Linked DNA regions of Mus musculus: region 2 is linked to region 1. Evidence: chromatin contacts called from public HiChIP or PLAC-seq data. All regions are on one chromosome and are shown on one strand. Each heading gives the region's core, a stretch centred on a gene start, on an enhancer-like site or on the middle of the called end of the contact. The rest is flanking DNA. Distances are from core to core; before and after follow the strand shown.

Region 1 (7,191 bases), core at 1,862-4,361:
ACCAGAGGGCAGAGAAACCACTAATTTCCTCTGTTCCTGTTTCTAATGTTTTTGTGTTCTAGGGACATGTAGTTCATATTTAATCTGTCATTTTCTTGTTGTTTTCACTGTGTTTTTCTCTGCTTGGATATTTTTTGTGCTTCCTTTCCAGTGAAGTGGGCCAGCTTAGTTAGCAATATTCCTGTTGATTTCCTGTGGCTGAAGTTTCTGTTAGCATCAGTATCTATAACAAAAATTTATAACATAGAGATAATCCACATGAGTGTTTCCTGTAAAGCAAGTGTGGGTCAGATTATTGCATCTGCGGGTTAATTGTTCTTCTCTAGCAATGACTCACAACTTTCCATAAGATACTTAACATAAAATTGAGAAAGATTTTTGTAGCTTGAGTTTGCGTAAGTTATATTGCTACAGAAACATGGTCTAGAGTAGGATTTTCGTCCTTGGATGCCTGCATAGAGGCTTATAACTATTATTACATAATAAACATCATCGTTTAAGCTATTGTAATTGTATCATACATACATAAGTTGTCCATACATAAGGAATGGATGTTACTATTCCTCATCCTTGAGAATATGCTTGAATGTAATTGGAAATGCAAGGTGTTGCAAGTTTCTTCTCTGTAAGAATCAAACAGACCCCTGTAGAGATGTAGACAACATGCACCCTTTTTTGTTTCTAAATGTTACCTCCAATTGCAGAAGCACTATTTTTAAAGATGAATGAATTGGCCCACAGCTGTGATCTTGAGATTTTCCACTTGTTTTGAAGACCATGAGCTTAGGGCATGAGCCAATGCTCCACCCCATCACCTTCTGTATTCTTGAATTCTCACCAAATATTCCCTGAGTGAGGGCCACATGTTCCTACTGTCTTGTCATCCTCTTGTTCTTTTTGTCACTAGTCCTATCTCTACCTAAACTTATACTCTGACTTACTGCTTCCTTTGAAGAACTTTAAGGACTTTGTATGTCTGTTGGTTATGGTGTTTTCTCTTGTTTGTACTGATCCATCTCTATCATAATTCTATTAGACCAGCACACTGGTCCCTGCAATCAGGGTCCCTTGTCATCTTTATGAATCTGCTGCAGCATGTACCATACAGGCATATAATAAATACTTGCAAGACTAAATGGAATAACATTATCGCTGTAGTTCAGGATGGATTTTTGACCTCAGTATGCTCCTGGGAGACTTTTAAGTAATTCTTAACATAAATTGCTTTTAATCAATAAGGTGGAAATGGATATTAAAAATTATCTTCATAGAATAATAATTTAAAAGCAGAGTGTATGCTCTAGGTAGGTCTAGCAAAGTGCCCCAATGCTCTGGCAGATGTCTACTTGCCTTAAGCCTTCTATTTTTATTGTATTTTTTATTTGGCTTGTTTGTCCATGGAGTAAGCCTTTGAAGCCTCAGGTGTCCTGGAACTCACTTTGTAGACCAGGCTGGCCTCAATGTCAGAGATCCTTCTGTCTCTGCCTCCCCAGGGAAAGAAGTTCAACCATTACCTGGTATGATAATTTACACACATACACACACACACACACACACAGAGAGAGAGAGAGAAGCTCTCTTCAGACAAACCAGAAGAGGGTATCAGATCCCATTACAGATGGTGGTGAGCCACCCACCATGTGGTTTCTGGGAATTGAACTCAGAACCTCTGAAAAAGCACTCAGTGCTCTTAACCACTGAGCCATCTCTCCAGCCCCTAATAATTATTAATGATGCTTATTTGAACTTTATTTAATTATATCTTCCTGATCAGAGATTGTCAACCTGTGGGTTGTGACCCCTTTTGGGGGTCAAATGACCCTTTCACAGAGGTAAGACCTAAGTAGTGAATAGGCAGAATTTAGAAGCAAAATCAAATGGCAGAATTCCTAAAAATAATTATGTACATTTAACATGAATTAGCTCGCACTAATAATTAGTAACACAGATATTTTATATTTCTGTTCACAACAATGACAAATTTACAGTTATGATGTTGCAAAACAAAAAAATTTATGATTGCGGGTCACTACAACACAACAACACAACAACACAACTGTAATATGGGATCAAAGCATTAGGAAGGTTGAAACCACTGGTCTTGACCTATGATTTATTAGTTCTTGCTTATTTGTGGTGTTCAGGGGTGGGGTGACCAAACCCAGGGACTCAGACATTCTAGGCAAGTGTTCTTCCCATTCAGCTACATCCTCAGCCCAACTTATTACCTTTCAAATATGGGACTCCTAAAAGAGTTCAAAGTCCAGTTTATGTTCAGCGGTCAACTGATAAGTAGGCTTTCTCTCCTGTACTTTGCGTATGAGCTTGTTACCTTCAGCATGTTTTTGTTGTGGCTGGGTCCAGCCAAACTGCAGATTGAAATTTGGTTCCCAAGTAAACAGCACTGAAACATGGTATTGCCTTTAAGCACACTAGGGCTGTTCCGAAGATTAGGGCAGTTTTCCAGGGCAGCTGTTGTAGACTGACCCCTGTCTCTGAGTGGTTGTCTCTTCTTTGTTTTCTGTTTCTCCTCTGTGCTGTGACAATGCAAGACAGGCTTGTTAAAAAATACTTAATGCCAGAATGACAATTCTGTGACTAATTATTTATTATCAAGTGCCAAGCTTTGGTTTATTCTCTGACGAGCTTGTAACTTAACACATTCAAAGTTTTCTGTGTCAACCATGTGGTTAGTTACCTCTCTTCCGTCCAAGGCAGTATCAGGGATTCTGGTACATAAACAGAAAGCAGACTAAGGGATCTTTACTCACTTAAAATATCATCCTCAATTTACTTGGAAAGTCAGAAAGAAGTGAATCTTATCAAATCTCTACAGTACATTCAGTTATGTATTACTAACCTGCTTTTCCACTTAGTCTTTTTTTTTTTTTTTTTTTTTTTTTGGTTTTTCGAGGTCCACTTAGTCTGAATCTGATGAATTCCAAACTTTTCTTTTGTTCTGAACACAACCCTCCACTTCCAAATTTAGCTTTAATTATCTCTAGAGCATTGTATCCTGGACATTCTTTCTCCAGTGAGTGCCTTCGTTCTGACCCCATACAGTGATTCTAATCCACTGGGGAGACCAACACAGAGTACCAGTCTAGTAAGGGTGCTTTCGTTTGCACACTTCCTCCACCACATACAGTGTCACGGATTGCCAAGCCAAACTAACAGAACAAAAAGGCATGTGTAGAAAATACCACTTTGTGTTTCTAGACAGTGAAGTCATTTCCAATTTGAATGAAAAAGACAGCATGATTTGGAATGAATATCTAGATTTGTGCACTTAAACAGAGTCCATAGGCTTGTTTGAAAATAGCAAAGTATGTTCTAAGCAAACCTAAAGTCCAGACTAGACTTATTCCTCCAGTGGCTCGCCAAGCAGCTCTAGCACTGATAGCTCCTCTTTACTCGCTCTTTACAGCCTCCACAGTGGGCCGTGGTCACTATTTCTGTGCTTGTACTAGAGCATGACAGTCTTCTAGGTATATTGTGGTGAAGCGCATGCCGAATCCTTATACATATCTGCTTCATTTTTCCCAAGGTTGAAACTCCATCAACTCAGAAAATAAAATTATGTAGTGTGTGCTTTTGCTCTTTGACATCTTAACCTTCTTGCAAGCATAGTTGAATACAACCCAGTATTACATGGGCTTTCTTTTGAGTGTCCCATCTCCATTTTTGCTCTTTCCCTCCATAAACTGAGAAAGGACTCCCTACAGATCATATAAATATAATCTACCTGTGAAACACTCACACCAAGGATATGTGAACTGGTTTGTGGTATATTGATTCATCTTCTCAGTACTTATGGGGTCCTGATTTTAGAAGAACAGACAAATAAAAACTAATCCTGACCTTTTGATTAAAAGTAATTTCAACCTCCTTTAATTATTGCTGGTTTATGTCTTCTTAATAGGAGCTTATGCATGCTTAATGTACACAACAATTTTTAGGAATTCTGCCATTTGATTTTGCTTTAAACTCTGCCTATTCACTACTTAGGTTTTGACAATGTGCACCCTTGACTTTTTTTTTTAATTTAGCATTTTAGCTCGATAATTCCAAGAATCAAAAATTGATTGGTAATAAATGCCTTCTGATTTTTCTTTACTTTTGATATTGCTTGTGACTTTTCTGGTGCTAATTTTCTCCTTGTAGATTTATATAATTGTTCATGGTTAGGTAATTAGTGCTCTTGTGAGCAGGGTGGTCTGTATGTCCTTGCTTATATTTCTTCTTGCCACAGGCAGGAGTTACTCATCTTTCATGTAGAGCTCGCATTTCCAGATTCCTGGGCCTGTGAATGCTCAGCTGTAAAAGATAATTCCTGGGGTAATCCCTACAAAGCTAATAAACTTCAAAGATAAAGGGAGGAAACTCATAATTATTACTGTGCTCATATCACACAGTTTTATTTCTTCAGAATAAGTCTTTGTATCTGATGGGGCAAAGCCGTTCTTCTTGTTCGTGCTCTTCAGGTGCTTTGGCTATGCTCATAGGTTCTTTGTTTTGTTTTGTTGTTGTTTTTTCTATAGTCATTTATAGCATATAGTATCAGTGTTTTAGGTTTTGCTAAATAAAACTCTTGGAGTTTTGATTGGAATCATGTTATGTTTGGAGTCACTTGTTAAAAATTCAAGTCTCAAGGGGAGGTCCCAAGGCCTGACACTATTACTGAGGCTATGGAGCGCTCACAAAAAGGGATCTATCATGACTGCCCTCTGAAAGACCCAACAAGCAGCTGAAAGAGTCAGATGCAGATATTTGCACCCAACCAATGGACAGAAGCAGGTGATCCCTGTTGTTGAATTAGGGAAGGCTGAAAGAAGCTGAGGAGAAGGGCAGTTCTGTAGGAGGACCAGCAGTCGCAATTAATCTGGGCCCCGGAAATCTCTCAAACACTGGACCACCAAACAGACAGCATACACCAGCTGATATGAGGCCCCTAACACACATACAGTAGAGGACTTTCAGGTCTGTGTTCATTCAGAGATGATGTACCTAACCAAGTGGGGTGGGAGGTGGGGGCATCCATTTGGAGACAGGGGGTGGATAGGTGTGGGATGTGGATGGGGGGGTGTGGAATATAGAGTGTAAAAAATAAAAATAAAATATAATAAAAAATATTATACATGCTGGTAATAAAAAGAGTATTTCTGATGAAAAAAATATTCAAGCCTTAAATAACTGGAAACTGTGAAGTTTGTTTCCTACAACTGCTAATAGACAGAAAAAATGCCAGGATAGCTGACAAGAAATTGTTAATAGTGCCCTCATGGCAGTGACTATTTTCTGTTGTATGACTGTTCCAAGGTAGAGGATTGATGCTCTCTCCTGATAACATTATCAAACTCACCACAGTTCCTATATAATTCTTAGAAAACACAGAGGAAACCACAGTTTAGCTCAAAAGATAACCAAGGAAAGTCATGTTTGTCTGACTCATGAATTACCCAAAGGAGAGTGAGCTCCAGGCAAACGGGAGCAGGGAAAGATGACATTTCATTTTTGCTCTTGTCCTGTGAAGATAATGCTCTCTGGACCCATACAGAGTACTGTAGAAAAATGTCCTACATCTTATTGGAGATTATCATTTTAGATTATCATTTAAGTTGTGGGGTCAGAAAGGCAGTTATCATATTTGTTCTCTTATTTGTGGATCCTAGATTTTATGGAGATACATATAACTAGAATATAAGACCTGAAAAATACAAGCGATGCTGTCTCGGGGAAGAAGGGACCTAACAGGAGAAGGAAGAGGAGAGAAATAAGAGGACAGTGTGGGTGCTAGTGATCACATTCACACAATTATCACAATGAATCCAGTGTTAGGTATAGTGTGTAGACACCAATATAAATATTTGTTCATCATAGGAAAAAATTCAGCGGGGTGGGGAAGTGAATCAGAGGATAGAGAGGGACCAGAGAGTAGATAAAGAGCATGTGTTTAAAAGAGGTGAATGTCTACAACTCCAATACTGATTTGCTGTCTATCCAATACTGAGGCAAACTGTAAGATAAGTGAAAGACCCTGTCTCAAAAATTAAGGTAGAAGGGAATGTTGACCTCCATCATTTGCATGATAACCCATGGGTATGTACAAGCACATACACATCTATGTATAAGCTACACACACATTTACACATATGCACACACACACAGAATGCACATATGCATGCATATAACACAGGCATACAATACACACAAATGAATAGATCTGTGGAAAATCAAAGTTCTTGGTGTTGGTAGTCTCCTAATTTATTACTTATTAGTTAATTTCACTTCTGAAAATTTACATGGAAAGAAAGTAGACATGACACATTGTCCCCATTCTCAAAACTGTACATTGCAGATTCTTTGTAGTGGCAAACACTTCCAGTTAAAGATTCAGACTTCTCCTTGCATCTCAGTAGCACAGTTTAAACTCCACTTCCTCCGTATTATGACACAGTGAACTGAGTGCAGCGGTAGTCAGCAGTGAATGATCATGCTGGGCAGCTGCTTTTATTTCTTTCTTATTTTGCCTGCCTTATCTTTTTAACATCTGTTGTTTATTTCAAATATTTTTAAAAAACAAGCATGATTCAAAGTCCTTCTGCAGATGATAGTCTCATTGTGTGGACATTGCAAAACCGCTCCCCATGGGGAGCCAAATTTGTTCAGCCTCAGTTTTGTCAAGTTGCTCTGAGAAGAGACATTTGTCCAGCAGGCCCAGCCACTAGGAAGCTGATTGCTTTGTGAACTCTGTGCCTGGATTTGAGTGCCCCTGGCTTGTCTCTGCTCTCAACTTCAGCTGCTCTGACTTGCTCACTCCAGTAGTGTATCTCACCTCCCAAACCGTCTTGCTGGAACCCTGGGGTAGCAGATGTTTTTCTTGTCACCATTGACCACAGTACCTGACTTAAAGAACTTCAAAGAAGGAAGGATTTATCTGACCTAAGGATTTCACAGGCGTTGGTGCTTTGTGGTAGCGAGGGCAAGGGGGAATGGAGCAGTTCGTATTATGCCAGGCAGGAAGCAGAGGAAGGGGATTGGGGAAACCTGCTAGCTCTTCCTTTTTCCCCTTGTATTCAAACTAGGCTTTCACAGCTCTGGGAGTTGAAGCAGCTCACGTTCAGGGAGAATCAATCACCCAGTCTTCTCTGGAAATCCCCTCATAGACACACCCAGATGAGTGCCTCACCA
Region 2 (7,191 bases), core at 1,198-3,697, 700 kb after region 1:
ACTTTGAGGTGAAGAAGGATGATTTTACATTAATGTTTATTTTTGCCAAAAAAATAGCTGTGGACACATTTAATAAAAATAACTAGAATATGTAACTAATATTTGATTACCACTACTTACAATTGATACTAATAGATTACAGAAGTTTCTTCTACTTTCTGTTAAAGCCTTTTTGGTTCTCACCAGTTAATTGGAATCTCACTTGAAAGCACCTAACAAAGGCTTAGATCCTCCTGTGGCGAGTTTAAGGTGAGGTCTTAGCCAATTAACATATCCTGTAAGCTTTTGGAAATAAAATTTTGAAGTAAATTTGTACCAATTTTCCAGTATGACTGAAACCCTAATTATTAAAAAAGATATTGCCTCTGAATCTTATGAAGCAACAACTATTCTCTAGAACTTTAAACTTCCCTTTAGAGACATTAGCTAATAAAATACTTTTCACTTAGGAAACAATATATACTGAAAGATTTAAACCTTTTGCTTCTTGTATTGAAGCTGATAATAAAATTTTTTTTACATATTGTTAAGCTATGTTAGCCATACCTAGGGGCAAAAACCTTTAATGGTCACCAGTTCACTAGAAGTAAATTCTTAAGTGCCACATAAGCCCCGCTGAGGCTGCTCCTCTCTGAGCTCAGCCTTAACCCAAACGCAAACTTTTCTCAATCTGAACACTCTGCCAGAGTCTTGGCTCAAAGAATATCCCTATGTTGAAGTATCCTTAAAGACCTGTTTTCTTGTGTTTGTTCATGTTGTTTAGAAAGACTCTAACCTTGAGTTCCCAGATTTAAGCTAACTTTCTGTTACAAGCAAAAGGCTGCCTGCCCCTTTAAGAGCTCCATTTGTAATCGGCTCTCAGCAAGCTTTTTCAGCTGTACTTGACTCCCAGCCACAGTGCAGCTAATTTATCAGCTTGTACTTGTGCAAATTGAAACTGCTTTTTAAGACAAGTTTTAACCATTTATATTTTTCAACAGGAAACATAGAACAATAACCATTCAAACAACATAACAAAAACAAACACGAATTGACAGACATATAGACAATTTGTTTTGGTGCACCAAAAACAGACAATAGACAGACAGAGAATAGAACTTGGTGTCTCAAAGGGACACAGATATTTTAACCAGAGCTAAGAAAATCTCCATAGGAGGCAGAGAGAAAACAGGACGTCTCCCATTTTTCTTCTGTTCCCCAGGAGCACTCTGAAATAGCTTATTTTCACTTTCTCTCTCTCTCTCTCTCTCTCTCTCTCTCTCTCTCTCTCTCTCTCTCTCTCTCTCTCTCTCTCTCCCTCTCTCTTTTTAAAGATCCCAAACAGGGGACAACTGCTTTTCTAAAACTCATCCTCTCTCTCTCATATTCAGACTCTAACTTCCTTATCTCCTTCTTCTGGGAATACTGCCAGAGAATGAGAGGAGGTACAGTGACCCTGAGACTTATCTTCAAACCTTTAATGAAAGCTGCCTCTTTAGTCAAAGTCTTCGAGAGGAGGGTAAATTAACTTAATTTTAATTTTTATCCTTTGTATCTTTATAATTTATATTATCTTTTGTATCTTTATATTTTATATTATCTTTTGTTTTTCTCTTTTTTCCTTTTCTAAACTCTCCCCTTTTCTAACTTCCGGGGAGGTCCTTTTTCCCTTAGACATGTCTTTTTTTTTTTCTTTTTATGAGCTCCTTATCTCTCGCACCGTTCAGTTTCTGGCATGCTGTCTTGAACCTCTTCTAACGTTTCTTGTCCCTCAACCACTGCAGGTTGGCAGGTCTCATCTTCCAAGCAATTCTTTATTAATTTCCAAATTGCCTTAGTGCCTAGGCGTAAATCTCCTTCCTCAAATTTTCTACCTAGGTCTCTTCCTAACTTGTTCCACGAGGCTGTGGTCAGGGAACCTGAGCAAGCATACCATGGAGCAACACGGTCAATCTCTTTGACAAAATTTTGTAGAGTGCATGTGGCTATCTTGAGGTCTCTCTGCTTAAGGACAATTTGCAGTGTGTTTACAATTGACTGTGAGGACCCCATTGCGCCTGCGGTTTATCTACATCCGACTTAAGGCACACTGAAGCAGAAGTGAAAGTAACTGCCAGGCTCCGCTTCAAAAGCAAAAGTCCGTCCCTGAAGCAAAAGTCTGTTCTCAAAACAGAAGCTTGCTCCCAAAACAGAAGCCTGCTCCCGGAGCAGAAGTGAAAGTAAGCTGCCACGCTCTGCTCTCTTATCTATGAGAGACTGACTGAGCTTATTAGTGCTGCCGTTTATTTACGTAGGACTGACCGCACCTCAAGGTCACACTATCCACAATAAACACAATAAAATACCAGGAGAAAGAAAACAAATGGCAGGGTTACAAAAACCAAAACTTCTACCAACCCGTCCTACAGTGCTTCTAGATTGAGACCAAAGTTAAAGGGAACAACAGGCTCACGGTTAAGCATGTCTCTCTGAACTTTCCACTGCAGTTCTGGACCCGCCCCGTTTCCGGGGGACCTCCTCCATGCCGGCAATGTTGTAGAATTCCCGGGATCTTCGGCACCAGATGTTTCTGTAATATGATATGGAGTCTCGCCAGCAAGGACACACACACAGGACACACATGGGTTCTTCTGCAGCATAGCTTTAATGCATCTCGAGAGAAAGATCATTAGCTTCTGGGGGAGGAGGCTTAGAACACAGGAGACTTGGTCCTTAAATAGACCACAAGAGGGGTTGGAGACCTATTTCACCCTGACTGGCTGCTCACTATCTCCTGACCACTATCATCAGCCCAGATGACGCCAGATGATGCCAGATGACGCCACGAGACAGGCAGGGCACAAGGAATAGAAAAATACCCCAGCACATATGTAGACTATTTGTTTACCAGTTAGAACACCGGATATCAGCACCATCTTGTAATGGCGATTGCAAGGGCGGCTCCTCACATAAGACTTCTAAATTTGGCTTTGCTTATTTTCTGATTTTTTTTTTTGGTTGTTGTTGTTATTTGGGGTTTTGTTTGTTTGTTTTCTATGAAAAGATCGTGAAAGTAACAGTTATGGGAAAATGCCTATAGACTCCCCAGGAGTCACTAGAAAGAAATGTCCTTGTAAGCCATGGTGACTCTTCATAGAAAAATAGTGTTGACATGCCTTAGTAATCAAGATTCATCTTGTCCACTAAAGCACTCTGGAAACTGATTTGGAGTGTGTGGTCACAACCCAGTCACATTGACTACTGGAGTCTTGCTTTCCTTTTTATAAAGTATAGGAACACTCTATGCCCTTTTTTCCAGGCCTTTGATTCTGACAGAATGCAAGAGGAAATATTATCATTGTTAGAGTAGGAAGCTCAGTGTATACCTGACAACTTGGACAAGATCTACAAACTCACACTAACTCCTGCCGGATTCTGTCTTCAATCTTAATGCTTCACTAGCATTGCTGTTCCCAAGCACATCATGGTTAAGAAAAATGGGGAAAAAATGAAGAAGATAAATGTGTTTTCATGGTTTAATGTCCCAACTAATGTAATCATATCTTCCAGATTCCTTCCAGTCTCCTGGATTTCATGATCTCCCCTAAGAGCAGGCATGTTGTGATCACTGGGCATGCAGAATCTAAGTCCCTAGTCAGCACTGAAGAAATTCTAGAAAACAGATTTTTTACTTTAAAATTAAGAGGTCAAAGAATTCAGAAGGAAAATTGAGGCAGGTTACAAAGACAACGGAGATCTTCCTTCTGAGCCCAGTGGAGGCTGCTAAGGGCTCCAGAGTGCTCTCCATGCCACAGGACCTCGGAATCACCTCAGGATCACAGGTGAGTGGAACGCCACACCAGATTCAAGAATTGCGGAGGGTCTTGTGCCAGAAGGAACAGGGATGGAGGAACCCCTCCGGCCAGAGGCTTGGATCCATTTAGGTCGGGGCCAGCCTCACTATCTTCTGCTTGAATCCGGCTGAGGGTGTCTAGAGTACCAGAGGACTCTCCAAGACTCAGGACCCCTAGCACACCCAGGACCTCCTGATCACCTGAAAGCATGTGGGCAATAGAAGCAACAGAGCTTCTTGGTCAGGGTCCTCTTGGGCCTTCATCCTCAGCCAGGAGGCAGAGCTGAGACCCAGGCCCCTGGGCACATTCCTTGCCAGAGGAGAGTCGGCCTACAGGGAGGGATCTGACCCCAGGACTCAGGAGGTGGATCAGAGCTCCAGACTGCTGGACACCTACCCTGCAAGAGGAAAGCTTGCCTGCAGAGAGTGCTCTGACAACCGGAACTCAGGTGAGAGTTGGACTCCCAGGACTGCTGACAGAGGCTAACAGAATCACAAGCTCCAACCAGAGATAGCTTGAACATTTCCAGAGGACAAAAGGCAAACGTAAGGATCTTTCTAACAGAAATCAAGAACACTGGGCATCATTAGAACCCAGTATGACTACCACAACAAGTCCTGGATATCCCAACACACACGACAAGCAAGATGCAGATTTAAAATCATATATCTTGATAGTGGTAGAATATTTAAAGAAGGGCATGAATAACCCACTTAAAGAAATACAGGAGAACAGTGCTACAGAGGTAGAAGCCCTTAAAGAAGAAGCACAAAAATCCGTCAAGGAATTACAGGAGAACACTGCTAAACAGATAGCAGTCCTTAAAGAACTACAGGCAAACACTGCTAAACAGGTAGAAGAAACACAAAAATCCCTTAAAGAATTGCAGGAAAACACAACCAAACAGACAATGGAATTGAACAAAACTATCCAAGATCTACAAATGGAAGTAGAAACAATGAAGAAAACACAAAGGGAGACAACTCTGGAGATAGAAACCCTAGGAAAGATATCAGGAACCATAGATGTGAGCATCAGCAACAGAATACAAGAGATAGAAGAGAGAATCTCAGGTGTAGAAGATTCCATAGGGAACATGGACACAACTATCAAAGAAAATGCAAAATGCAAAAAGATCCTAATTCAAAAATCAAGGAAATCCAGGACACAATGAGAAGACCAAGCCTATGGATAACAGGAGTAGATGAGAATGAAGATTTTCAACTTAAAGGGCCAGCAAATATCTTCAACAAAGTAATAGAAGAAAACTTCCCATACCTAAAGAAAGAGATAGATGCTCATGAAGTACAAGAAGCTAACAGAACTGCAATTTGACTGGACCAGAAAAGAAATTCCTCCTGACACATAATAATCAGAACAACAAATGCACTAAATAAAGACAGAATATTAAAAGCTGTAAGGGGAAAAGGTCAAGTAACATATAAAAGCAGGCCTATCAGAGTTACTCCAGACTTCTCTCCAGAGACTATGAAAGCCAGAAGATCCTGGACAGATGTTATACAGACCCCAAGAGAACACAAATGCCAGCCCCAGGCTACTATACCCAGCAAAACTCTCAATTACCGTAGATGGAGAAACCAAAGTATTACATGACAAAACCAAATTCACACAAAATCTTTCCAAAAATCCAGCCCTTCATAGGATAATAAAGGGAAAACACCAACACAATGATAGAAACTACACCCTAAAAAAAGCAAGAAAGTAATCCTTTAACGAAACTAAAAGAATACAACCACAAGAACAGATTCCCAATTTTAACAACAAAAATGACAGGAAGCAACAATAACTTTTCTTTGATGTCTCATAACATCCATGGAATCAATTGCCCAATAAAAAGACATAGACTAACAGACTGGCTACACAAACAGGACCCAACATTTTTTTTTGCTTACAGGAAACACACCTCAGGGATAAAGACAGACACTACCTCAGAATAAAAGGCTGGAAAACAATTTACCAAGCAAATGGTCCAAAGAAACAACCTGGAGTAGCCATTCTAATATTGAATAAAATTGACTTCCAACACAAAGATATCAAAAAAGACAAGGAGGGGCACTTCATACTCATCAAAGAAAGGACCCTGATATAGCTATCTCTTGTGAGACTATGCCTGGGCCTAGCAAACACAGAAGTGGATGCTCACAGTCAGCTATTGGATGGATCACAGGGCCCCCAATGGAGGAGCTAGAGAAAGTACCAAGCAGCTAAAGTAATCTGCAACCCTGTAGGTGGAAAAACAATATGAACTAACCAGTACCCCCCGGAGCTTGTCTCTCTAGCTGCATATGTATCAGAAGATGGCCTAGTCGGCCATCAGTGGAAAGAGAGGCCCATTGGTCATGCAAACTTTATATGCCTCAGTACAGGGGAGCACCAAAACCAAGAATTGGGAGTGGGTAGGTAGGGGAGTTGGGGGAAGGGTATGGGGAACTTTTGGGATAGCACTGGGAATGTAAATGAAGAATATACCTAATAAAAATCCTATTATTTAAAAATTAAATAAATAAACTATACTTTACATAATGGAAAGATAAAAAAAAAAGTTAAAATCTACCAAGATGAACTCTCAATTCTAAATATCTATGCTCCAAATGCAAGGGCAGCCACATTCATTGAAGAAACTAGTAAAACCCAAAGCACACAATAATAGTGGGAGATATCAACACCCCACTCTCACCAATGGACAGATACTGGAAACTGAAACTAAACAGAGACACATGGACACTAACAGAAGTTATGAAACAAATGGATTTAACAGATATCTACAAAACATTTTATCCTAAAACAAAAGGATATACCTTCTTCTCAGTACCTCATGGTACCTCCTCCAAAATTGACCAGATAATTGGTCACTAAACAGGCCTCAAAAGATACAAAAATATTGAAATTATCCCATGCACCCTATCAGATCACCAAAGACTAAGGCTGATCTTCACTAACAGCATAAATAATAGAAAGCCAACATTAATATGGAAAATGAACAACACTCTACTCAATGATACCTTGGACAAGAAAGAAATAAAGAAAGAAATTAAAGACTTTTTAGAGTTTAATGAAAATGGAGCCACAACATACACAAATTTAAGGGACACAATGAAAGCAGTTGTAAGAATAAAATTTATAGCCCTGAGTGTCTCCAAAAAGAAACTAGAGAGAGCATACACTAAGAGTATGACAGCAACCTAGAAGCTCTAGAATGAAAGGAAGCAAATTCACCCAAGAGGAGTAGACAACAGAAATAATCAAACTTAGGGCAGAAATCAACCAAGTGGAAACAAAAAGAACTAAACAAAGAATCAACCAAACCAGGAGCTGGTTCTTTGAGAAAATCAACAAGATAAATAAACCCTTAGCCAGA

What was found. HiChIP or PLAC-seq counts read pairs in DNA pulled down with a chosen protein or histone mark.
Region 2: an H3K27ac HiChIP or PLAC-seq map of microglia shows a contact between it and region 1, with 6 times the contacts expected there. The contact joins two enhancer-like sites. A contact is called at or near these places in 4 of 39 promoter capture datasets (liver, maxillary cranial neural crest, second pharyngeal arch cranial neural crest and 1 more) and 3 of 115 datasets of contacts at active chromatin or transcription factors (embryonic stem cells, large pre-B cells and microglia).

What each region holds. Positions count from the first base shown.
Region 1 is chr2:16,359,535-16,366,725 of GRCm38.p6, forward strand. All of the region lies in intron 1 of Plxdc2 (plexin domain containing 2), which reads left to right. Among named protein-coding and RNA genes, the nearest start is that of Plxdc2, 6.8 kb to the left of the region's middle. Within about 2 kb of position 3,112, at least 19 of the 459 cell types and tissues checked have an H3K27ac peak or open chromatin away from gene starts, as enhancers often do. A contact at or near this core is called in microglia, where this site is marked.
Region 2 is chr2:17,063,179-17,070,369 of GRCm38.p6, forward strand. No RefSeq gene overlaps it. Among named protein-coding and RNA genes, the nearest start is that of 4930515L03Rik, 53 kb to the left of the region's middle. Within about 2 kb of position 2,448, at least 12 of the 459 cell types and tissues checked have an H3K27ac peak or open chromatin away from gene starts, as enhancers often do. A contact at or near this core is called in microglia, where this site is marked.